2 separate regions of the Mus musculus genome follow, and region 1 is linked to region 2. A link is a contact called in public Hi-C data. All regions are on one chromosome and are shown on one strand. The core of a region is the stretch at or near the end of the contact, and the rest is flanking DNA. Distances in the headings are between cores, read along the strand shown.

Region 1 (6,750 bases), core at 1,355-3,854, 68 kb before region 2:
CCTGGAGGTTCCACAGGGTATAATTTACTTACTTGTCTTGCTTATTATTTATTATTTCTCTGACTTGAACAGCTACACAACAGTGCCCCTCCCTGACATGGATGCTGCCTTCCCAGCAGTTACAACAGGACCAGGCTCATTGTAGGTGTTCATTAAATACAGAGTGAAAGGGGACGAGAAAGCAAAGGTGCCGACCTCTCCCAGGCTCAGCAGTTAGGGGCCACGCTAACTCTCCCCACATCCTTGCCTGGGTGGCGCTTAAGGCTTGGGGATACTTACACGGCTATGGACATGTTGGCTGCAGACAGGGGACTCACTTCTGCTACCTCCTTGGCTTTCTGTAGAGCCAGCTTCTGATTGGCTGCCTCTTCCTCTTCTTGCTCATCCTGGAAGGTAAGTGGGATTCTTGTTCACAAGAACAAAGGGCCTGGCGGGGGTGGGGGGCACTTCCCACCTCCAGGGGGGGATTTCCCACCTCGCTGCCAGCTGGGGCAAAAGTGAAGTACTGAGAAGTAACTTCAGCTTGGACCTTCACCAGTTAGAACCAAGCCCCCCACCCCACCCCCCACCCCCGTCAGACTGGGTGGTGAAGTATACTGCCATTCCCGTGTGGTCATGCTGGCTTGCTAGCTTATTAACCTTGGTAGCCCAAGCTGGTTTGGAACTTGAGATGGTCTCAGCCCAGCCTCCCCAGTACTAGAATAACAGGCACATGCACGCATGCCTGGCTACCCTGCCTCTGTTCCCCCAACTGTGTTTCAGGTTTTATGCTAGCTGGAACAGAGCTCTGTCCCTGAGCTGCACTCCCAGCCCTGTGTCTGTAGGTGTTCTGTGCTTTACAGGTCGTTTAAGTGCTCAGAATCCGCTCCCTTCGACATCCCCAGAGGCAGAGCCGTAGGTTCCCCAACTGTCAACAGCCCAAAGGCAGTCTGGGGTTTATAAGATCTATCCGCAGCCCCAACTGTGGGAAGATGGGGAGAGAGGGGTTGGCTTATGGTTTCAATTCATGGCCTAGGTGGTTGGGGACTTAAAGTCATTTCACTATGTCGCAGAAAAGCCCTCAGTTGCCCAGTGTGGTGCAGGTGATGAACGCCATTAATCCTAATGCTCAGGAGGTAGAGGCAGGAAGTTCTCTGTGAGTTTGAGGCTAGCCTGGTCTACATAGTGAGTTCAAGGTCAGCTAGGGCTACAAATTGAGACTCTTTGTTAAAAAAAAACAAAAAAATTGAAAGAAAGGAAGAGAGAGAGAGAGAGAGAGAGAGAGAGAGAGGGAGAGAGAAAGAAAAGAAAAACCCATCAATGGAAAGACAAAGAAAAAACAAGGAGGAAAGAGATAAAACCAAACCCACCAATAAGAGAAGCTATGGGGACTGCCCCCACTTTCTAAGCTCCCCTGGAACAGAAGTAACCTGCACCTTAATCACTGTCAGTGACAGGAGACAGGGTTCCCTGATGTCAGGCACCGTGTCCAGCATCTTTTAGACCCAGGTGGTTGGAACATTGGTCTCAGCCACACTGAAAACGAATGTTTCCCGGCCCCGGCAGCACCTGCAGACCCAGGGCTGCCTTCGGGATCTACACTTTCAGCCGGCAGCTGGGTGGGTGTGAAGCACATTCAGGTTTAATTGTCTCGTGTGCAGTGGAGAAAACCACAAGGTTCAGATTCAGCCAGGGTGAAAATCCCAGCCATAACCACTTATTGCTGTGTGACCCTCAGTAAAATCTCTCCATTTCTCTGTGTCTCTTCTTCATGACCAAGCTTCCAGGACTCCCTGACTCAACCCACTGCACTATTCCCTTCAGCACTAACAAACAGTGCTTTTAAAAATGCATCTGATTTCTGGCCTGCCTCTACAACCTGAATCCTGTCCTCCCAGGGCAGGGACTGTTGTCTGTCTGTCTGTCTTGCTCACCGTACTCTCCCTGGCTTCGAGCCTGTGCTCACTGTTGGTAGTCAATCCATGATTACGGATGAGGCATGGTATCTGTAAAATGTAGCTCAAACAAGTCCCTTCCTTTGCTTGGGGATTACAATGGTGTGAGCCACATGTACAGTGGATGAAGGGGAAGACGGGGGTCTGCAGGGGGATGGCTGCCTTCACTTTGGAGTGTAGCTGGCCTGTCTTCCCATGCCAGCCTCCTGTGTCTTGGATGAGCTCATGGCTGGATCGGACTGTGGTGACACATGCCAGCCAGCTTCATGGTGGCTGAACTCTTGGCTTTGTGCCTGGGGTGGGAGACTTCCGCTTTTCCCTGCCGGAGGTGGGGCTGGGAAATTCTCCCTCCCTCCTGCCAGGGCAAACAGATGGAAGCTTGGCAGCCCCTACCCCTGTAGCCTTGCAGTCCTGGGTTCTGAGGCACTGGGGAGGGGCTCCGGGGCTGGGAGGAAGACTCTGCCTGCAAGCATTGTGTGTTAATTCTGCAGAGCCAGCCGTGGCTGCAGGAAAGATGGTCTCTGTCCCTGACACCTCAAGACTGCACAAACTGCGGTTTCTCTATGTTTTCTCCTCCAAGGCCGATGAGCCCAGCTCTGGCACATGGGCCCCACTCATCACCACCTTGTCCAGGGTTTTCTGCGCAGCCCATAATCTGGCTGCTCTGTTCACAGCCACCAGGGGGCGTGAGCTGCTTTGCAGAAAGCAGGGTTTCCTCCCCCAGGCCTGACTGGCATGGACCTGAGGACACTTAGGATGCCGGAGGATGCCTTGAGGGGCACGTGATGCCAGCTTGTCCCCAGATAATTCAGCGTCACTGAGTAGGAATGAAACCTGGGCTTCATCTCACCCGGTGACTTTTCTTCCCGAGTTCCTGCCCCAGCTCTTCTCTGCCCTTTGTAGGGCTCCATCTTTGCTCTTGCAGTTCCTGGTGTATGGCACTGGCATCTACCTTCCCTGGCCTTGGCTTTCCCACATGTGGTGTGTGTGTGTGTGTGTGTGTATACACACACACACACACACACACACACACACACACACACACATGCATATCTTTTTTTTTTTTTTTTTGAGGGAACACAGGTTCTTTATGTGGCACGCGTCTTAAACTTTCAATCCTCCTACCTCAGTTCTGTGCTCAGTCACACACCACCACGCTGGCTGCATGATGCTTTAAGTAGTGGCCATACCATCTGCGACCATGGATCTTTTCTTTCTGACCCTCAGTTTCCCCTTCTCCGAAGGAGGACTGGAGTGGAGCCTGGCACCTGGACCACAGCTCTGTACTGTTGTCCCTTGGAAGGCCAGCCTGAGGGCATTCCATCTGGCTAGTTCCTCAGCACAGGGTCACAGGTGGAAACATAAGCCTGCAGACCCACCCTGTCTTCCCAGCCAGGTAACCTGTGCACCTTGTCTCGAACCTCCTATCAACTGTCCCCTGGCATGCTCCCTGTGGAAGTCAGAAGGAGGGTGATTTGGGGGAAGGGGCAACCCTTGTCACTGTGTCTGAGCCTTGCTAGCTCCAGCTCTGCCAGAGGCCCTACCAAGTCACTCCTTGCCCCATCCTTTGGCTGGCAGCAGTGCCCATTATCCTGAAAGTCCTTATTCCTCAAGCCTTTGGGTGCAGGCTCAATATCTGTCCTCAGAAGCCACCTTACTGTCCCCTTCCCCTTCTGGGCTACAAACTATCTTGATCAGGGATGGCATGGCTCCAGGAGAGGTGCCCAGTGCTCCCATCCCCAGCAAGAGCCCTGACCCAGCCCCCACATCCCTCCAAACCCTGCTGTCATGATCTGCCATGAGCAGGTGGTTACTGTGCCCTCCACCTTGGTGAGCTCCTGGGCATTGGCCAGGTTGTCCACTGCGATGGCCAAGAACACGTTCAGCAGGGTGTCTGTATGTCGAGTCAGGGAAAGCAGCTGATGGAAGGAAGCTCACGGCCTGGTGGGGCTGGTGGAGCCTGGGCATTTGGGTCCCGCCTGCTCCACCCACACCCAGTCTGTCCCTGGTGCCCACGAAGGATACAGTTCCCGAAGAGGGTGAGGACGATGAAGTAGATGGAGAACACCATGCCGCCCTGCACGCCCCCCTGAGACTTGATCCCATCATACATGACCTCATTCCAATCCTCGCCAGTCAGGATCTGAAAGATAGGGACAAACACACAGCCAAGCCCCTCTCAGCCACCAGCTCATTGGAGCCACAGCTTCGGCCATGTCTGTCAGCCCAACCCCAGCCCAGGTCTTCTGGAGCCCTTGTGAACTTCTATCTCTGTGCCTGTGGCTGGGGGTTCTCAGCTTGGCTGTGGGAAATAGGGGATATGGGTGTCTCAAGGCTTTTGGTGACCCGTCTTTTCTGATGTGACACAAGTGTTAGCTCTGGACTAAATGGGTCCCTGTCAAGCTCCAAGGCAGAAGCTCAGCTCAGAGTGAGTTGGTATTTGGCAATTTAGCGAGACCCTGTCTCTAACAGCAAACAACAATTTAAAAAGGCACCGATTCTGGGGATGGAGCTGGGTGGCAGAGTGCCTGCCTAGCTCACATTTGCCAATGGTTATTGGACCTTCTAAGAAGTACCTGGGGTGACATGGGGTCAAGAGGGTGAAGCCTGTATTCCGGCTTGGAGGAGGAGGAGGGAGAGAAGGAGGAGGAAGAGGAAGAAGGAAGAGGAAGAAGAGAAGGAAGAGGAAGACAGAGGTTTGGGGATGTAGCTCAGAAGATGTAGCAAGTGTAGAGCATGTGTTTAACATGTACAAAGTCAGGATTTCTATCCCCAGGACCACATAAACCAGGCATGGTGGCACAAGCCTGCCATACCAGCACTGGGGAGGTGGGCATGAGAATGAGTTGAAGGACAGCCTTAGCTATACAGCTAGCATGAGGCTAGCCTGGGCTATATGAGATTCTCTGTCTGTCTGTCTGTCTGTCTGTCTCTCTCTCTCTCTCACACACACACACACATGCCATAGTGTTAGTGTGAAGACCAGAAGACAATATGTACGAGTCCGTTCTCTCCTTCTACCACATGAGCACCAGAGATAGGACTCAACTTGTCAGACTTGGGGATAATCATGTTTGCCTACTGAGACATGTCATTGATCTGCCTGCCTGCCTGTCTGTCTGTCTGTCTGTCTGTCTACCTACATACCTACCTATCTATCTATTGTCAGGGTCCCACTATGTAGACTAGGGATTAAAGGCCTATATCACCATACCCAGCCCTCCTGTCTTTTAAAATGAAAACAACAAAACAAAACAAAACAAAAAACCACTACCCCAGTTTCTTTCCTTCTATTTACAGTCTCCTGAGGATAAAGGAAATAGGAAAGAACTCCTCTGCTATGGCCAGGCTTCTCAGCCTGGCACTGCTGGTCCAGGGTGGGTCATTCTCTGGGAGGAGCAACCCATGCCTGCCCAGTGCTGAACATCCCTGGCCTCTGATAACCAGATGCCAATGTCATCTGCTTACCCCAAATAGGTATGACCATCAGCAGGGTCTGCAGACAATCAATCAGCAGGGTCTGCAGACAATCAATCAACAGGGTCTGTGACAATCATCGGGGTCTGCAGACCATCAACAGAGTCTGCAGACACTGTCCCTGTCCTGGGAGGAGCTTGGGCCTGCCAATCATCTGCTCTCTGGCTCTGGGTGTTGCTTCACAGCTGTCTTCTCTCAAGCCAGCCTGGCAGTCGCATTTAGAAACTGCCAGCTTTTTAAGAAAAGGAAGGATGGAGGCCATATTCTCTACATAGTCTGTTCTCTCCCAAAGAAAAAACCTCAATCTGAGTATGTTAGAGATCTCTGATCGGCCACTCTCCAAGCCTCAGTGAAGGAAGCAAGCCGTCTTGTCCTGGAACACGTGGAGACTCCTGCTTCGAAGATGGGTAGAGGTATCAACCAGGCCTTTCCCTTTTTGTTTTGTCTTGTTTTGGGTGGGATCTCATAGCCTGACCTTGAACTGGAGTTCCTCCAGTCTCAGCCTCCTGAGTGTTAGGATTACAGGTGTGTGACATTACCCTGGGCTCTCTTTTCATTTTGGCTTCCCTTCTTCCTTCCTCCCCCCCCCCTTATGTCTTTCTATCTGTCTTTCTTTTCTCTTCCTCAGTGTCTCATGTAGCCCAGGCTGACCCCAAACTCATTGTAAACTGAGGATGACCTTACATCCTCTTGCCCCAGCCTCCATGTCCTGGGACAATAGTCCAATGTGCGTCATGCCTAGCCAACTTTGCTGGTTGCATTCTGATACTTAAGAACCTGGAGCCCTGGAGGGATGTCTTATCTTAGGGAAGCCAATTCCTGGACATGGGGAAGAATTGAGTGATTGTTCTTCTGATGGAGATCAGCTTCCCCTGACACCTCCTTCCAGTCCTTCCAGCGTGGGGCAGACAGTCCACTTCACCTTCGCAGGGAAACCTCAAGCAAGGCTCTTCTGTACCTCGACTGGCCCGGGTGCTTTCCTGTGTGGCCCTGTATGGCAGCCTATATGCTTTTTCTTTGTGTTTGTGCATTGTGTTTGGCTGTACTTAGGCTGGAATCCGGGGTCTCATAACATATTAAATAAAAGCTCTAGCACTGAGCCACATCTCCAGCAACAATGAAAACAAGCATTCCAAAACAGCGGGGAAAGGGAAGAAATGGAGGAATTCAGGGATGCTCCTGGCTGCTGGGAAGCCCCTGTCCATGTTTAGGAGCCTGAATCAGGGCCGAGGAGCTCATACCTGAAACACAGTCATTATTGCTGCTGGAAAAGTGTCGAAGTTGGTGGGCGGAGTCCCCTCATCAAAATTAAATCTGCAGAAAGCAAGGACATTTTATG
Region 2 (5,983 bases), core at 3,186-5,685:
GGAAACTTCTAGAAAGTTGTTTTCTACCTCAAAACACCACTCTTTTGCTTTTCACACTTAGATTCAAAGAGCATTTTAGAGGTGCATTGAATAGTAATGTGGCCACATTGATGTCTTAGTTTCTTTAGATTTAAATGTACATTTACTTCTATGCATGTTCACCCAGCACATGTGTGGAGGTCAGAGAACAACGTGTAAAATCAGTTTTCTCCTTCCACCATGTGAGTCTCAGCCATCAAATTCAGGTCACCTACCTGGTGGCATGCGCCGTTACCCAAATGAGCCGTCTCACTTGCTCAGTTTCTCAGTTTGGAAGGCTAAGCTAAGGTAACACAAGAGGCCAGGGGAAGGTGTGCTTCAATGGGGGAGGAGCCTCAGTTGGGGAGGAGCCTTGTGGGGGATGAAGCACATGGCACACATGAGACCAAGGCAGGGGTGGGAGGGAGTAAGAGGGGTAAGGGCTCTTCCTCTCTTCGAACTCTCTGGCAGTCTGAGATCATTCTCCAGTCAATAATGGAAAGTAGGATTCATCTGCTAGAAAGGGTTCTCCAGACACAGCAGAGCTTGGAGATGGCTTCTGTGGGCATCACCAAAGTGAGAAGTGACAAAAATGATTTGGTTGGAGCAGACAGGATGGTGAAAGCTGGCTACCTCACTACTCAGAAGGCCAAGACAGAGGATACTGAATTCAAAGCCAACTTGGGCCACATGGTGAAACCCCCATCACAAAAGCCAGAAGTGGGGAGAAGGAGGTAGGAAGGAGGAGGAGGAGGAGGAGGAGGAGGAGGAGGAGGAGGAGGAGGAGGAGGAGGAAGAGGAGAGGAGCCAGGGTATTCAATTGGCAGGAATTCGGAGCAGGTGGGATGCAGAGCCTAAGGGGATGCTGACCACAGTGATACAGATGATAGGTATCATCATCTGCCAGGGACAGGCATTAGATGGAGACAAACAGTGGGTGTGCCCAAAAGTGGATTTTGTGACTAACAATTCAAGGAGGGTGAGGTGGCCAAGATGACTTCAAAGCCCCCGGTCTGGCAACAGGTGGATGCCATGTTGCCACAGTAGAGAGGGAACAGGCCTGGGCTCTGTGTGCTGTGTGGGGGCCACCTGTGCTGCACCATGACCCAGTCTGTGCCAGGTAGCTGGCCATGTACCTCTAGGGAGGCCAGCTGTGGTCACAGCATGGACTGGCCATCTGTTCCACATGTCTATGTTCTCAGGGCCCTGGCACTTGGCTAGAATGTATTTTCTCACACTCTTATCATCTAGACAGGGTCACGGGATTAAATCTGGCCAATGAGCCATGGGAGAAAGTAGTATAACCTGCAACCTAAAACGTTTTCTTGTTTTGTTTCTGTGTGTGCCTTGTATACATACATGTTCAAGTGTGTGTGCACATGTGTGCCTCTCTATGCATGTGGAGGCCCAAGGTTTATGTCAGGGGTCTTTCTATATTCTTCTTCTGTTCTATATATGCATATATAAATATTTGAGACAGGGTTTCACCATGTAGCCCTGGTTAGCCTGGAGCTCATGTAGACCAGGCTGGCTTCAAACTCAGAGCTCCTCTGATTCCTGCATGCTAGGACTGAAGGCATTGTATCTGGCTCCACTTTCTTTTCTGAGACCAGGTCTCTCACTGAACCTGGAGTTCACTGATTGGCTAGACTGGCTGGATAGCCGGTGAGCCCCAGGGACACCCCCATCTGCCTCCTCAGTGTGGAGTTACAGATACATCACCACGCCCAACTTTTACACTCGCTCTAGGAATCCAAACTCTGGCCCTCATGATTGTAGGCAACCATTCTACCCTCTGCATCACCTCCCCCGGACCCTATGCACTAAAACTTTCTCTAAGGCTTTCCTTCCACGGTTTCCCTTAATTATTGACATCTGTGGAGGATCCAGTGGAAGATCCCACAGCTCCGTCGACGAAGCCTCAAGATGGACAGAGCCTGGAGCCCGGTGTGACAGGTGGAGCTGAGCCCAATCATGTTTGTTTGGACCATGGAACCCGGTAAAAATATATTATATCTGTAAGTCACTAAGATGTGGGGTGAGTAGTTCCAGCCATCACAGTCAGTTCAGCCCTGCAGACCCACTGACAGGAGCACTGACAGGCAGAGGTGTTCCCATGGAGACAGTACCTACAGGAGACACACGACTGTCATGGAAACAGCACATACAGGAGACACACAACTGTCATGGAGACACATACAAGAGAGATGTGACTGTCATGGAGACAGTACATACAGAAGACGCATGGATCTTTCTCCTTTCAAGATTCTTCTGTTTCATCTACTTTTAGGTTTTCAATTGCCATTTATGTGTGTGTCTGCGAAATGTATGCTGTGTGCGGGAAACTGAACCTCGGTCCTCTGCAGGAGCAGCAAATGCTCTCAACGGCTGAGCCAGCTCTCCAGCCCTTCACCGACTTTTCAAAAGAACTTTAAGATGAAGTTACAGCCTGAACATCCTCAATCCACCAGCCTGAAATGCAAGACTCAGAAATCCAAAATATTTCTAGTCCCAAGCATCCATTCTCTCTCTCTCTCTCACTCCCTCCCTCCCTCCCTCCCTCTCTCTCTCTCTGATCTGAACTTAGGGCCTTATGTATATGAGAAAGCACTCTATCATTAAACACATCCTCAGTTCTCCCACCCTTTAACACATGATGTTTGAGAGTCTCATACCATGGATTTTAGTTATTTTCATCCAGCTCTCCCCTCTCTCCCCTCCTGCTGATTCCCTTCTCTCTGCTTGCTGGTCCCTCTCTGTGTGTGGCCAATGAGTTTAGTTAGTTTCTTCCCCAGCATGGCTTGGAGGATATTTACTGGTTCCAGTGCAACTTACCAATGGCTACACCACTGAAGGACACGTGAATCCCACAAATAGTAGCAAGCAGTAGTGTCTTGGGGAGAGGTGAGGTCTCAGGCCCTTGGCTCCATGCACGATGAAGTGCTGAGGGACTCAGGAAGCCACAGTGGCAGTGAACTCAACTCCATTGTCTTGTAGGATATGTTCCATCCTCTGGCTCTGAACAGTTTTCTGCCCCTCCAATCAGGACCACACACTCCATGGTCACTTAAGCTCCATGTGTTAGCGTGGTCACTGCCACACACTGCCGCAAGATGCCAGGTGCACCACTAAGCTCAGATGGGGAAGAGGAGATGGGTGTGGGGATCATACTTGTGTTGACAGGGAGGGCAGAGGGAGAGAGAAGTGGGGGAGAAGAGGGAGGAGGGAAAAGAGGGGGAAGGAGGAAGAGGAGGAAGAAAGAGGAGGAAGAGGGAAAGAGGAGGGACAGAGGAAGAGAGGAAGAGAGGGAGAAGGAGGGAGAGAGAGGGAGAGAGAGAAAGAAGAGAGGAGGGGAGAGAGGGAGAAAGAGGGAGAGAGGGAGGAGGAAGTGAGAGGGAGAAGGGGAAGAGGGAAAGAGATGAGGAAGAAAGGAAGAAGTGAGAGAGAGAGAGGGAGAGGGTGAAGGGGGGAAGAGGGAGGGGTAGAGTGCTGAGATGCTTCCCAAGGTCAGCCATTTTCTCACTGGGGTCTTTTCCAAATCAATTTTGGGACACCCGAGGACAGAGGCAGGTCTTAGAATTTTCAGGGGGGTCTGACTATAACCAGCAGGGAAAGTGAGAATACGATCAGGATGGGGTGGATGCTGTGGACCCCAAACTTAAGCATTAGAACTTAATATCTGGCTGGGTATCCTAATAGGATGTGGTCACTGGGGACTGGGGTCTGGAGACTGAATGTTTGATTGGGATAAACTCTCCCCATTTGGGAAGATGAAGATGCTATAGAGAGGAATACTGTGTAGTGCTTCTCACTGAACTCCACATTAGGGTGGTCAAGAGTTAGGGTGCTACTCAGCAGTATAGCAGCTGCCTGGAAAACCCAAGTGAGGGCCTGGGAGTGTGGTTCAATAGAAGAACACCTACCTAGCATGTGCGAATCTTTGGTTTCAAGCAAATGCACTCACACAGAAACACACACACACACACACACACACTCTAAAAGTTATACTTATTTATTCATATGTGTGTGTACATGTATGTGTTCCATGGTGCATGTGTGGAGGTCAGGGACAGTCTGTAGGGTTGTGTGTTCTCTCTTTCCAGCAGGAGGTCCCAGGAATAGAACTTGGGTCATCAAGCTTGTTTGCAAGCACCACACACGGGCGAATCTCACTAGCCCCCAATTTTATATCTCGCATATTTCACCACAATTAAGTCAAGATCAAAGAAATGTAACTTCCATGTGTGAAACTGGTGGTGACCAAATTGCACAGTGCACACAGCTCCAAAAATGCCTTGGGGACTCTTCAAAGCTCGTGGCCTTTCAAGTAGGATTGTCACCAGGAGAACAGCTCGTTGTTCCAGGAGGTGGCAGCCGCCTGTCCAGGTCAGAAAGCAACTGCCAAGAACTCATTGGCCCCTGGCTGGCAGCCAGCCGTCCATCTGTCAGCTCACATTGGCATCCGGAGGGAGGCAGGGGCCTGGTACTCATGGTGCTTGCTGCCTATGCCTGGTGCTGGCTCCTAGGGGCTTTCCACTTGGCTGCACAGGGATGGGCAGTAAAGGCTGTCATGCCTAGGATCTGTGTGCCCCAGGGCACCAGCAGGAGAGTAGCTGTGGACTCTGAGTTGGGTAGTGATGACTATCCAGCACAGTCCACACTCAGCACACGTGGTGGCAGCGAAGCTCTTCTACCTGGCAGCCACCCTCTTCCCTCTGCATCCCTCCTCCCTCTTAGCCTTTTGTTGAATCTCAGGTTTTCTGGGGACACGAAAGGCTTCTCTAGTAAGTCCACAGAGCTCTTAAAAGGAGCTCACCACATCTGTGAACTCGAGGACACCCATGGTCAGCCCCGTCACTGGCTCTTCCCATATCTTCTCTTTTGTGTTTTTAAGACTATGGGGGAGAAACAGGGTCTCAACTATGTTGCCCAGGCTGACCCCAAGCAACCTTGCCTCAGTCTCCTGAGCATCTGAGACCTCAAGTGGAAGGCAGGGCCTGACTTTCTGGTCCTATTTTTTTTCCTTCTGCCCCAATCCTGACACAGTGGAAACTCACGCTACCTTTGTGATCGTCTGGTGAATTTTATAACATGAACCTGAAGTTGGGCCATGTGGGCTTGAGTCTTGGCTCTACCACTTACTGGTGACAGAGCCAAAAAGCACAGGGAACCCAATGTCCTCCTCTGGCCTCTGTGCATGCACGCACGCACACACACACACACACACACACACACACACACACACACACACACACACACACATTATAATTCCATCCAGACGTGAGAGAACACACTACCTATTCTGTGTGCTCTGATGTGACTTTCTGAACCTCTCTCAATTTCTCAAAGGGTTTGCCCACAAATAGAAAGAAATTGATGTACAAAAATTTTCTTATAATGGTGATGGGTTGTTTGAGACCAGACTGCCAGGTTTTCTGCCAGCGAGATAGCTCAGCAGGTAAAGGTGCCCACCGCCAAGCCCGATAGCCTGAGTTCTATCCCTGGGATCCACATGGTAGAAGGAGAGACCTGACTCCTATAAGTTGGCCTCTGACAAGGCATGTGCAAACACACACACATAAACAAACAAAATTTTAAACTTAAAAAAATCTAGACCTAGAAGTCTAGAGGTTTCACAGGGTATGGTGGGGCAAGAAGTTTCAGGTGTTTGATGCAAAAGGAGGAGACCCTCGAGACTGGAGGCCCAAACCAATGAGCCTTCAGGGTGAGTGGACTGAAAGTGGGAAGACATGGCTGCACCTGGAGCTGAAGGTTTGCTGCTTTTGAAATGGGTCTCAGTGGATGTGCCTCAGGCATCTAAACAGATGAGCCTGGACGCTCTGAAGGACCCTAAACATGGCCACAGTTGTCCTTAGGTCAGGTAGAAAGGGAGTCTCAGAGAGAGACAGGAGCACGCGAGACATAAAGCACAATTTGGTGGCTATGACTACAAGCCGTCGTGATC

Evidence for each region. Hi-C and Micro-C count contacts between places; a contact is called where the count stands out from the background.
Region 1: a contact with region 2 is called in a Hi-C map of cerebellum, with 2.3 times the contacts expected there. The contact joins two enhancer-like sites. A contact is called at or near these places in 12 of 484 Hi-C or Micro-C datasets (the C2C12 cell line, the G1E-ER4 cell line, brain and 5 more), 1 of 115 datasets of contacts at active chromatin or transcription factors (embryonic stem cells) and 3 of 9 other capture datasets (embryonic stem cells, liver and pancreatic islet).

Annotation. Positions count from the first base shown.
Region 1 is chr8:84,550,340-84,557,089 of GRCm38.p6, reverse strand. Cacna1a (calcium channel, voltage-dependent, P/Q type, alpha 1A subunit) reads right to left here. Exons shown (of 47, transcript NM_007578.3): 15 at 6,653-6,725; 16 at 3,960-4,077; 17 at 3,761-3,828; 18 at 280-386. Among named protein-coding and RNA genes, the nearest start is that of Gm32854, 35 kb to the left of the region's middle. Within about 2 kb of position 2,604, at least 48 of the 459 cell types and tissues checked have an H3K27ac peak or open chromatin away from gene starts, as enhancers often do. A contact at or near this core is called in cerebellar granule neurons and cerebellum, where this site is marked.
Region 2 is chr8:84,484,588-84,490,570 of GRCm38.p6, reverse strand. The region is part of intron 3 of Cacna1a (calcium channel, voltage-dependent, P/Q type, alpha 1A subunit); the gene reads right to left. Among named protein-coding and RNA genes, the nearest start is that of Cacna1a, 72 kb to the right of the region's middle. Within about 2 kb of position 4,435, at least 6 of the 459 cell types and tissues checked have an H3K27ac peak or open chromatin away from gene starts, as enhancers often do. A contact at or near this core is called in cerebellar granule neurons and cerebellum, where this site is marked.